Linked DNA regions of Mus musculus: regions 2 and 3 are each linked to region 1. The links are chromatin contacts, called in public HiChIP or PLAC-seq and promoter capture Hi-C maps. All regions are on one chromosome and are shown on one strand. The core of a region is the stretch at or near the end of the contact, and the rest is flanking DNA. Distances in the headings are between cores, read along the strand shown.

Region 1 (3,643 bases), core at 845-3,344:
GCTCTATCCACAGAACAGAGGCCTTAAGCAATTTTAAAATTTTTATTTGGTGGAAGAGGTCTTCTTGCAGTGCTAAGGACTGAAACCAGAGGTCACATCAGCAGGCCCTGGCTCTGTGAGCTAGAATCTCACTATGCAAGGGCTAGAGAGAGGTGGCTCAGAGATTGAGAGCACTTGTTACTTTTTGTGATGGTTTGTATATTCTTGGCCCAGGGAGTGGCCCTATTAGGAGGTGTGGCCTTGTTGGGATAGGTGTGGCCTTGCTGGAGGAAGTCACTGTGGGGGTGGGCTTTGACACTCCTCCTAGCTGCCAGAGAGATTCAATCTAGAAGATGAGGATATGGAACTCTCAGCTACTCCTGCACCATGCCTGCCCTGATACTAATGTACCAAACCTCTAAGCCTGTAAGCCAGCCCCAACTAAATGGTGGCTTTATAAGAGTTGCCTTGGACATGGTGTCTGTTCACAGCAATAAAACCCTAACTAAGACACGCTTACAAAGGACTTGGGGTTAGAGTTTCTAGCACTCAATCGTAGTTCACATGCTAGCACTGGGCATTCCTAAGGGACAAATACATACATGCACCGGGGAGGCAGAAACAGGTGGATCTGAGTTCAAGGCCAGCCTGGTCTATAGAGTGAGTTTCAGGAGCTCCAGCTACATATTGAGACCCTGTCTTAGGGGAAAAAAAAAAAGAAGATGAAACAATGTGTCACGCTAGCAGCCTGGTATGGGTTGAAAATCCCAATGTTGCCCAGGCTAGCTTTGGTTTTGTTGCTTTTGGTTTTGAGACCTCCTGTCTCAGCCTCCAGTGTTGGGACTAAGAGCATCATCCAATCTATTCTGTCCAATTTACTCCCCTGCTATCTCAAGATACTGTTAAACCTGTCTTCAGTCACAGCTCCAGCTTGGTTCTCACTGGCATTGCTGATCAGAACTACTGTTCATGCTCCCGAAATGGTCTATTTACTCCCAGTAAACCTCTTATCTTTCTCCAATCTCATCACACCATTAAGCCTGAGGGATCAAGTCCTCTTTTGCACCACATTCTGGAGGAGAGAGAAAACTATCGCTGGCTTCCTATTAATTTTAAAGTAAAAGCTTCAACTTCCTGCAAATCTTCATGACTTCCAGGTTCATCCCATACCATATTCACTTTAAGCTAGCGCTCTCGCTCTCGCTCTCTCTCTCCCCCCACACCGGCTCTTTGTGTCTCCCTCATCTTTCCGACTGATAGAACCTGCTGTTCTGTGCAGAACGTTCTCCCTTCCTCTCTTCCCCTAATTAGAACCGTCCCATCAGATAGGAACCGCTCAGATGTCTTTTCCTTTAAAAAGCCTTCAAGTTTATATTAGTAACTCACAGCAAGAGGCATCGCTTGTTTAGGTAGTCTTCCGATCAAATGGTTTTTGTTTAACATCAAATTTGTTTAACACGTTTCCCACACTCTGGGGTAGAGGACCATATTTCTTCAGAATGACCCCCAAACGCACTGCACAATAAATATCATTTGGACCACTTTCGAGAAGACCTGGCACGCAAGCATGATTGTTCGATTTCTCAACTAAACTGTGCTTCGGAAGAACCATCTGATACTTTCCTCATCACTGGCTGTCTCGGGGACATAAATTAAAGCCCTTTTAAAAAGACGGCTAAATCAGTGACAACTAAGTCCGCCGCCTCAGCCAAGTCCGGCACTGAAGCCTGGAGGCCAGGACTCGGGCCAGCACAGAGCTAGACGCAGAATTGGCATCCTGCAGAGCAGCTGTCAAGGGATAGCCGTCTGAGGGTTCGAGTCCTGGAGCCAGAGATGCCAAAGCTCCGCTCCAGCCTACCAAGGGACTTCTCTTTCCGGCGACACCTCCTGCCACCCCATGCTGCTAAGGCTGATAGCTGAAAAGGGCAGGCTCAGGCCTATCACCACCTCGCACCTTCCAGATTGGAACAGCCACCCGCCTGATTCCCCACACACTCACTCCGCGTCCGCGCCTAGCAGGACAGCCGCTTCATAGCTAGGAACGCCAAACCTGCTCCGCTCGTTCTCACCCACGATGCACTGCGCGCCCGAGGGGGCGGGGGAGAACGCCAGCTCCGCGACCCAATCCCAGAGTCGCCTTCTCGTGACGTCATCAGAATGGGACCAATCACAAGAGTGTATTCAGAGGGCTTTCCAGAAGGAAATGTTAGAAGCCAATTGGTTGCTCCTCTCCGGAAGTTCTGGAGGAAGAACTCAGTTGGAACCAATTGCGCGGCGCCTCCGGTCGGCGGCGCGGTTAGTGGCGGCGCCGAGGAGAGTGGCTGCCGCCATGATCGAGCAGCAGAAGCGTAAGGGCCCGGAGCTACCCCTGGTTCCCGTCAAGCGGCCGCGACATGAGTTGCTGTTGGGAGCGGCAGGAGCCGGCCCCGGAGCGGGGCCGCAGCAGGCGACTCCAGGGGCATTGCTGCAGGCGGTAAGTGGGGAGTCATCCCGCCTTTGGCCCTCCGCCCCTCTTCCTACGGATGATGTCGCCTCTGAGGGAACGGAAAGACAGTGAGCCTGAAGTTAAAATAGGCTTCTGTGAAGGTGCCTGGTGTTCTCTGTGTGGTTCATACGTGTTTCCCTAGTAGACGCCTGTTTTCAGCCCTTCAGTGGCATTGAATCATTTAAAACCTTGGCCTCAAAATCAAGACCCAAGCTTCCGCATCCTAAATCTTCAGGGGTTTAGCATAAAAGAAACATTCAGGAAAGTTTGCAGAGTGGACGAATGAATGAGAGGGGAGGCAATGGAAATGAATGATAGCTCGCTTTACTACCTGGTAGAACTTTTTTCTTTCTCTGCATTTATAATTGTAATTAACACTCGTTGGATGTTATCTTGGATGTTTTGCGTGTGAAATTTCCATTAACCATGGTACCTGACTGAAAGAAGCTGTTACTTTGCAAATGGGGAAGGCAAACTTTTTTGTATCCAGAAGATCCATGGCTCCAAGCCAGTGTAGGCTATTTATTATGGCAAAGTCCTGTTGAAAGAGAGAAGAGAAGAGATCTGTGTAACTATGATCTTTTTTTTTACCTTCTTGTTAAAACTGTTTTTATGTCATCTGACATCACTGCAGGTAGAGCTTAATTTAGTATTCCTGGTTTTTGTCTTTGAACCAAGGATTGGTTATTAATCCAGTAGCCAGGGGAATCATGGAAATATTAAGTCACATGGTATACTCTGCTGAAAACATTATGTTGGCTTTCTATTGTGCGTTTTTTTAAAAATCAAATTCTCTGTAATAATCCCCTCCTTACCTTGTTCATCTACCAGTTTTCTGGCATGTCACTTGGCTCAAGACACCGACTTATAATGTTCTTTCTTTCCTTGGTGCTTTTGCTGGAATGTTCTTTTAAATGCCCACATGGTCAGCTGTTTGCTCTTTCAAATCTTTGCTCAGACACCAGGTTTTCAGAGGGGCTTTCCTGACCACTGTGTTTCAAGTTGGAGTGTCCTGTAATCTGGAACCCATACTGTTTCTTCCCATGGCACTCAGCACTGGGTGGCTCTGTGTGCCTTTCTCTCACTTTCCACTAGAATGCAAGGTCTACTGTTTTACTGAGTGCTGTTTTAGGCGTGTGTGTGTGAGTGTGTGTGTGTGTGTGAGTGTGAGTGTGTGTG
Region 2 (3,643 bases), core at 710-3,209, 500 kb after region 1:
GCCTTTCATGGCCTTGACTGTGGACCTCCTGGCACCTCTGCCTGGGGGGTGGGACAACGAGGTGGGCCTGTGGCTGCATCTGCAGGTTTCAAGGGCATTTGCAACTCTGACCACCAGGAGCTCCAGGCTGGCAATCTTGACATCAAAGAAGCAGCTAGATTATTCTAGATGTATCCACAGCTATCAAGTCAAGGATTTGGTTGAGATTTTGATGACCTTAATGGGGCATTATGACACAAATTCAGGATTCAGTCTCACCATTATGTTAATAGTCCAGAGTGTGCCTTCCCTGAGAACACATGACATTACCATGTGACACTGCCGTGTGACAAGTGTAGTGAAAGCAGCATTCTGTGACAAGCTAATCAGGTGCCCCACTGCAGGGCTGTGCACATGGAGGTCCTAAGTAGGTCTCCTCACCTGCTTGCATGTTTATTGAGGATCTGTCATCATGATGGCTGACTAGTGGATGTACTATGCAGCACATAGAGAAGAGGGGCTCTATTAGGCTTTGAAAATCTGCCACCATGGAGTAAGAGCTTTCCTCTCCGCTGGAGGGGCTGAGGCATGGTTTGTGTGTGTGTGTGTGTGTGTGTGTGTGTGTGTGTGTGTGTGTCTGTGTGTGTGAGAGAGAGAGAGAGAGAGACAGACAGACAGACAGACAGAGACAGAGAGAGAGAGAGACAGAGACAGAGACAGAGATGGGCAGAGAGACAGAGAGGAGGAGGGAAGTGGGGGAGGGGTTGAGGGAGAGGGAAGAGAGAGAGACCATCCTTAGACCTAGATAGTGGCTACAACATTACCAAAGCTGTGGGAGAGGAGGTGTGTGAAGGGGAGGCAGGAGCAGGTGGAGGCTGGGTCAGAGAGATGATCCTGGGACAGGGTTTGGTGGGAGCTCACTGTTGGTGGGCTGGGATCTAGGATGAAGTTCTGTGCCAGGTGCTAGAGCTGGGGTCCGGGAGAGGAGGGGAGGAGGGGGAGAAGAGCGTAGGAGGAAAGGAGATCTTTTTCAGTTTAGTGCAACTGGTGAAGCTATCGTTGCATACACAGATATGGATGCCGTGAACCGTCATGATGGCCCTGATTGGCTGTCAGGAAGCTCCCCACCCCTCCAACTTCCTAGGTAAGAGGGGGACAGCGATTTAATCACCTGACATGGACTGTCCCCATCCTTTGTGCCTACATTTCCCGCTCTGGCTAGGGGGCTCAGCATTTCTCTACCCCTCTCAGTGCCTGCAGAAACTGGTCTCCGGACTCCCTCCTGTCCATCCTTCAAGGCAACCAAAGTACTTGTTTCTCTTATCACAGGTTCCCACACATCACGACCCCTCCTCCTCTTCCTTGGGTGTGGTTCAGAGCTCCTTGGCATCGCTTTCAAACCCTATGGGACCTTGCTCTTGCGTTTCTATCCGATTTAGGCCAACTCCTCCTTTTCAGTCTCCCCGTCACAGCATCTAATTTCTTGTGACAACGCCCCAAGTGCCTCCCGTCCCTGGTCTTAGCACGGGATGGAACCCTTTCCCTAGTCTTTATTGTCTAGAAAACTTTAGCTCTGCTTTCCTGTCTCCCAGAAGCCTCCACAACCAGTGGTTGAGTTGGGGTATCTCAAAGAGTACCCATGGGCCCTTAACAAAGGCTTGCAGGGCACAGACTTGGAGGGACTCATATATCTGTGCAGAGGCCAGCACTGCCCTGCGTGGTTATGTGTGCCTGTGTCTGCAGGTGCCTGTGTAGTGACAGGGTGGGGCCAGGCACAGAATGGAAAGAATGGTTGTGGCAGAGAGGTGGTTGGTGCCGTTAGAGATGTTCTGGTTCCTGCTGGAGCTGCTGGAGCTCGCTCGGCTTTTCTCTTGAGGTCCCAGCAGAGGTCCCTGGAGTTGAATGGGAATCCCCGGGAGAGAAGAGGGGAGCCTCCTCCTGGCATCTCTGCGCAACGCCGGTCCAAACTGTCATAGCAACAGCGCGCACCGGCGCAGGGGCCAGCCAATAGCAGGGTGTTCCGGTGAGGTAATGCCCAGGCTTGGCAGCCTATTGGTTCCGATTTTTTGCCCACGCTGGGATCCCGGGCGCGGGTGGAGCAGGCTAGGGAGCGCGAGGAGCGCGTGCTCAAACCCAGGCTCCCTGCGCGTTCTTGCATGTGGCCTTGCGCGCGCACGGGCTCTCCCTTGGTCCCCTTCACTGTTCTGGATCTGACCGCATCTTCCTCCTCTTTGTTTTTAATTATCTGGATCCTTCTGTGACCTTCCCGGTGTGTTTTAGGGCCTTGGTGACTCCTGATGACTGTCCTCCTGTCTCCGCGCTGCGGCTCCTAGTCTTCTCCAAACAAGGGCGCACTGAGGGTTCCTTGACTTGCAGCCAGGAGGTGACTCACCACCTCAGACTGCAGACTGGCCTGGCCAGTCTCAGGGGCACCTTCTTCCATGGGAAGCTCTCATCCTGCAAGCAGACTCAGGTCCAGAGACCGAGTTGAGCCCTGGACTGTGCTAGTTCACCAGGTGTTTGTAATCCAGTCCAGGGAAAAGCAGGGCAGGTTGTGCTTTGGAGAAGGGGCAGGCACAGAGATGGGCATGAACTTCAGCGAATACAGCAACTATAGTAAGGGTAGTTAGACAAACGTATATGTCAAGGTAGCTGGACTCTGGCTCTAATCACACATACCACGGTCTGTCCAGGAACACAACATGCCCCTCTGTGCCACATTCGTATTTGGCTTTATTCTCGGGGAGAGTCCAGGGATCACAGGTTTATCTGGGAAGCTGGGAGAGACCTCAGGTCCAGAATGGCAAAGGACTCACCTGGAAGGATCAGTGTGGCCGATGTGGGCAGTCCAGAAATACACCCACATCAGGGGGCCTGAGCAGGGCAAGGTCCAGCACTAGATTCATGCAGCAATGGAGACTGTTTTGCTCAGCTCCTATGACCAGCTTGAGGCCCTGTATGACTGGGGAGGGGGCAGACACTTGTTGACGGAAAGTAAGCACTAGAGGGGGTGGTTCCAGTATGTGTGTGTGTGGGAACACATGATGACGTGGGTGTGCTCCTATGGTGGAGAGGGTGGGGCTCTGCTGGCTTACTTGCAACAGTAGGGACAACCATGGGAGAACCACCACGCGGGAGAACAATAATTGTGGGAGAGATGCTCAGGGCAACACCTACTATGCTGGCTTGGAGTGTGTGTGGTGGGACTCATGGGGCAGATTCCGGAGGAGAGGTGGGCAGCGCACCTCTGGAGTCAGAGAGCTGGGGGTAGGGGTTGGGGGATGTCCAGCTGGGGCTGCCATGGGGGGAGTTGTGGGCTGGGGTTACCTGAATGAAGGGGTGGGTAAAGAAGTGAGACTCCTTGAGGACAGGGATGCTGAAAGGGGACTGTGTCCCAAGGAGACCTGGCTTGGGTTGGGTCGCAGATGGACTCTGATACTGGCTTGTCATGTGTCTTTGAGCCAGTTACTCTTGTCCTCAGGAATACTGTCTCTGCTCTGTTAGCAGAGCCTCTCAGAGGCGGAGAGAGACGGTTTCGAGGGCTCTTCTGTTTTCTGCCCCGATGACTACTAAGAAATTGCTATTCTATATTTATACTCTTTATTATGTTTATTCTGGGTATAGTGGGTGTACCTGTGTGCACACGTCACAGGAGGGTTAGGCG
Region 3 (3,643 bases), core at 818-3,317, 430 kb after region 1:
TCCCTGGCAACCTGGTAGGCTCCTTTGAGCAACACTGTCAGCCTTGCTTGCCTCCCAGCATGGGCAGCTCAGTACTTTGCCCATCAGTCAGATCCAGCTGCCCCAAGGTTTTCTTTGCACCAAGTTGACATGCCACTCCTTGGGTCTCCTTCTTGATTCCAGCTAAACCTTTTTGTTTGTTTGTTTGTTTGTTTGTTTTTTTTTTTTTTTTTCAAGACGGGTTTCTCGGTATATCCCTAGCTGTCCTGAAATTCACTTTGTACACCAGACTGGCCTTGAACTCAGAAATCTGCCTGCCTCTGCCTCCCAAGTGGTGGGATTAAAGGCGTGCACCACCACCGCCCGGCCCAGCTAAACCTTTGAGAGCACCTCAGAACCAGTCCCAACCACATTGATTGAACTCCCAGTACACGAAAAGGAAGAGCTCACAAAAGCTTCCCAGCCTGTCCCCTGACCTGGTACACACAAGGCATTCAATATGTTTGTTGAATGAATAAGTGAAGCCCATATGGTCTTCATTTCCATCAGACATTGGGGAATAGGCTCAGAGAGGTGAAGTTGTACAAACAAGTACCAGAGCCCATGGTTGTCAGAACCAGGATTTGAACCCAAGCACTTGCTTAACCCAAAGCTAGAGTCCCTCAGCTCCTGGCTATGCTAGTGATAAAGCCAGTTCCTGATTCCTAGGCAGGTCAATCTTTTCATGTTGTATTCTTCAAGGCATCTTAGCTTCAAATGCCAAAACGCATCGAATGGGATTGATTTAAAAGACTCTTTGTGAGGGCCTGGGGATGTAGCTCAGTTGGTGGAGCACATGCCCTTCTGCACAAAGCTCTGGGTTCGGTTCTTAGCACAGCACAAATTGGATGTGATGGAGGTAGTAGGAATAGATGTTCAAGGTCATACTCAGCTACATCACAAGTTCAAGGTCAGCCTGAAAGTCCATCTTCCTTAAAAAAAAAGTGTCAACATTTATTTTTATCATTTTTAAAGGATTTATTTTTATTATTCGTGTGTATGTGTGCACACGCGGGCATGCGTGTCACACCTCTGCACATTAATGCAGGTGTCCTTGGAGGCTAAAGGTATTAGATCCTCTGAAGCTGGAGTCACAGGGCGTTGTGTCTAGCCTGGTGTGGGTACCGGGAACTAGTCACTTACATCTTTAAGTAGTATGCTGTATCTCTCACCAGCTCTCCCTCCCCTCTTATATTTGAAAATACAGAGACTCAGTATGTAGCCCAGGCTTTGAGATCCCTCTGCCTCAGCCTCCTAAGTCATGAGTACTGGGGTTACAGGCAGCTACTACTCAGGCTTGGCTCGTTCTCAGCGATCTGTAAGCCACAGAGTGGACGCCCCCCCCCCCCCAGGATGTCTACCGAGGTTAGCTAGGCAAGCCTTGCATACCTGTGATGCCCCAGCCTCTCACTCCCTCTGGGGAACCCATCTCACACTCTGCCTTATATGGTGCGGAGCTTCATGCTCTGGGTTTCTTTCCAAGGACACATGGCCATCAAATGGATAGTGCCGATTGCAGGGACATCAAAGGGTGTCCTGCTCAGCTCACATGCCAACTAACCAACGCCTACCCTTACCAGCCTCCCCGGAGACCCCTTAGTGCAACTGAGCCCCTGTGAATGGGAAACTGGAGACTTCACCAGCGTGTGAGCAGCAGACGCGTGCTGGTGTTCGCCATGCGTGCCTGTAGCTGACCCAAGCCCCTGCTTCCTGAACTCAGGGTGGCTAGGGGCCTGTGTCTCTCAGACAAACAGGCCAAGGAGAAGCTCAGGAGGACCAGGGGGAACCCCGAGTCGGGGTCCTCTGACACCACCCTACTGGGAGCAGAGAGACCCGGGGTGCTGTCTGGAAGAGCAGGTTCTCCCGCGGCTCGCACACGGCGTGCTTCGCGGATCCACAGTAGGGGGGCAGACGTCAACGCCCCTCGCCCCCCCCCCCCTGCGCGGGGGGAAACTGAGGCCGGGGGCGGTGTCGCGTGCCGGTGTCGCCGCGGCCCCGCCCTCCTGCTCGCCCCGCCTGCGCGGGGGGCGGCGGCGGTGGCGGCGGCGGCGGCGACGCTTCCTGCGGGCGCGGCCGCTGTGGGCGCGGAGCCGCGAGCGAGCGAACGAACGAGCGAGGCGGAGCCGGCGGCCGAGGAGCCGAGCGCAGGTCCCGCGCAGCCCGCGCCGCGAACAAAGGCCGCCATGAAGCCCGGGCCGCCGCGCCGCGGGACCGCACAGGGGCAGCGCGTGGACACCGCCACCCATGCGCCCGGGGCCCGCGGGCTGTTGCTGCCACCGCTGCTGCTGCTGCTGCTGGCCGGCCGCGCCGCGGGGGTGAGTGATGGGCCCCAAGAGGGTCCCCAGCGTGTACCCCGCGTGTCTTTGCGTGTCCCCTCGTCGCGCGTGCCGCGCTGGGTGTGTCCCGGTCTCATGGGGTCCCCTCCCCGCCGGGAAGCGTGTGCGTCCGGTATCCGCTGGGGTCGCCTTCTCCCCACCCCCACTCCATCCCAAGCTGCCTGCAGGGCCTTGGGGGCATTGGAGGAGGAGGGGGTGGGTCGATGAAGGTGACCCGCGAGGGTGAATGAGGGTGACCCTGTGTGTGTGTGTCTGCTTCTAAGAAGGGTGCGTGGGCACCTGTGGGTGTGGGCACGGGAGAGGCTCTGTCCATATGGCTGGATGGCATCCGCATCCCGCTCCACACTAGGGTGACCCATTCTGCACGCTGTGTTCCACCATGGCCAAGGCTGTGTGACTGTGGGTGAGGGGGTGTGTGCTTTGACCCATGGACCTGTGTGAAAGCACACGTATGTGTGTGCAGGTGTGTAGCGATGGTGGACCTGGCTCAGCTCCCACCCCAGAAGACATGGGTGTGTGTGCCATCAGAGGTGGGTACCAGGTGACCCCTGACTGTCCCTTTGAGAAACCGAAGTAGCTAAGGGATTGAACTTGGTTCTGGTTTCACTAGCAGAACGGGAGGAAGAGGGTCGGTCCTGCAGGTGGATGAGCCGGGTCCCTGCTCTGAGGAACCCAGCTCCCAAGTGAGTTCTGAGTTGACAGGTGTCTAAATGTGGGCTGAGTGAGCTGGGGAGTTCTAGGTCCTACCCCCATGTGGCTGACTCCAGGAGCAATGGCTGTCCCTACCCACTCAGATGACCACCAGAGCCCAGGCTGGCCGGCACGCCCCTTCTCTCCTAAGCAAGGTGGCCAGATTGTAGGGAGGCAGGCAAGACTCTGAGCTGCCCTGACAACTGTTAGCTTTGGGGAGGGGACCCCAAGATAGTACCTGGTGGTCGGTTCATGCCTTGCCCTTTTTTTCTTTTCTTTTCTTTTCTTTTCTTTTCTTTTCTTTTCTTCTTCTTCTCTCTCTCTCTCTTCTTCTTCTTCTTCTTCTTCTTCTTCTTCTTCTTCTTCTTCTTCTTCTTCTTCTTCTTCTCCTTCTTCTTCTTCTTCTTCTTCTTCTTCTTCTTCTTCTTCTTCTTCTTCTTCTTCTTCTTCTTCTTCTTCTTCTTCTTCTTCTTCTTCTTCTTCTTTTTCCTTTTTTTCCTGATGGGGTGAGGGGAGAGGTTCCTGAGCAAAAGGCAGCACTACCCACACTGGCAGTGGGAACTGCTTTTCAGCAGCATTATAGAAAATTACCCTTGACA

What was found. HiChIP or PLAC-seq counts read pairs in DNA pulled down with a chosen protein or histone mark. Capture Hi-C pulls out chosen DNA fragments and counts their contacts.
Region 2: a contact with region 1 is called in an H3K4me3 HiChIP or PLAC-seq map of embryonic basal ganglia, with 2.8 times the contacts expected there. The contact joins the enhancer-like site here to the promoter of Zcchc17 in region 1. A contact is called at or near these places in 1 of 39 promoter capture datasets (embryonic stem cells), 2 of 484 Hi-C or Micro-C datasets (B cells and uterus) and 6 of 115 datasets of contacts at active chromatin or transcription factors (embryonic basal ganglia, embryonic midbrain, embryonic stem cells and 1 more).
Region 3: a contact with region 1 is called in a promoter capture Hi-C map of adipose tissue. The contact joins the promoter of Sdc3 here to the promoter of Zcchc17 in region 1. A contact is called at or near these places in 5 of 39 promoter capture datasets (cranial neural crest, embryonic stem cells, hippocampal neurons and 1 more), 1 of 484 Hi-C or Micro-C datasets (embryonic stem cells), 6 of 115 datasets of contacts at active chromatin or transcription factors (bone marrow-derived macrophages, embryonic basal ganglia, embryonic limb bud and 2 more) and 4 of 9 other capture datasets (adipose tissue, embryonic stem cells, liver and 1 more).

Annotation. Positions count from the first base shown.
Region 1 is chr4:130,357,898-130,361,540 of GRCm38.p6, forward strand. It overlaps Zcchc17 (zinc finger, CCHC domain containing 17), which reads right to left and starts at 2,095. Exons shown (of 8, transcript NM_153160.5): 1 at 1,979-2,095. Snrnp40 (small nuclear ribonucleoprotein 40 (U5)) reads left to right here and starts at 2,235. Exons shown (of 10, transcript NM_025645.2): 1 at 2,235-2,452. The coding sequence starts at 2,309.
Region 2 is chr4:130,859,767-130,863,409 of GRCm38.p6, forward strand. No RefSeq gene overlaps it. Among named protein-coding and RNA genes, the nearest start is that of Gm22660, 3.7 kb to the left of the region's middle. Within about 2 kb of position 1,960, at least 111 of the 459 cell types and tissues checked have an H3K27ac peak or open chromatin away from gene starts, as enhancers often do. A contact at or near this core is called in embryonic basal ganglia and uterus, where this site is marked.
Region 3 is chr4:130,790,470-130,794,112 of GRCm38.p6, forward strand. Sdc3 (syndecan 3) reads left to right here and starts at 2,068. Exons shown (of 5, transcript NM_011520.3): 1 at 2,068-2,333. The coding sequence starts at 2,202.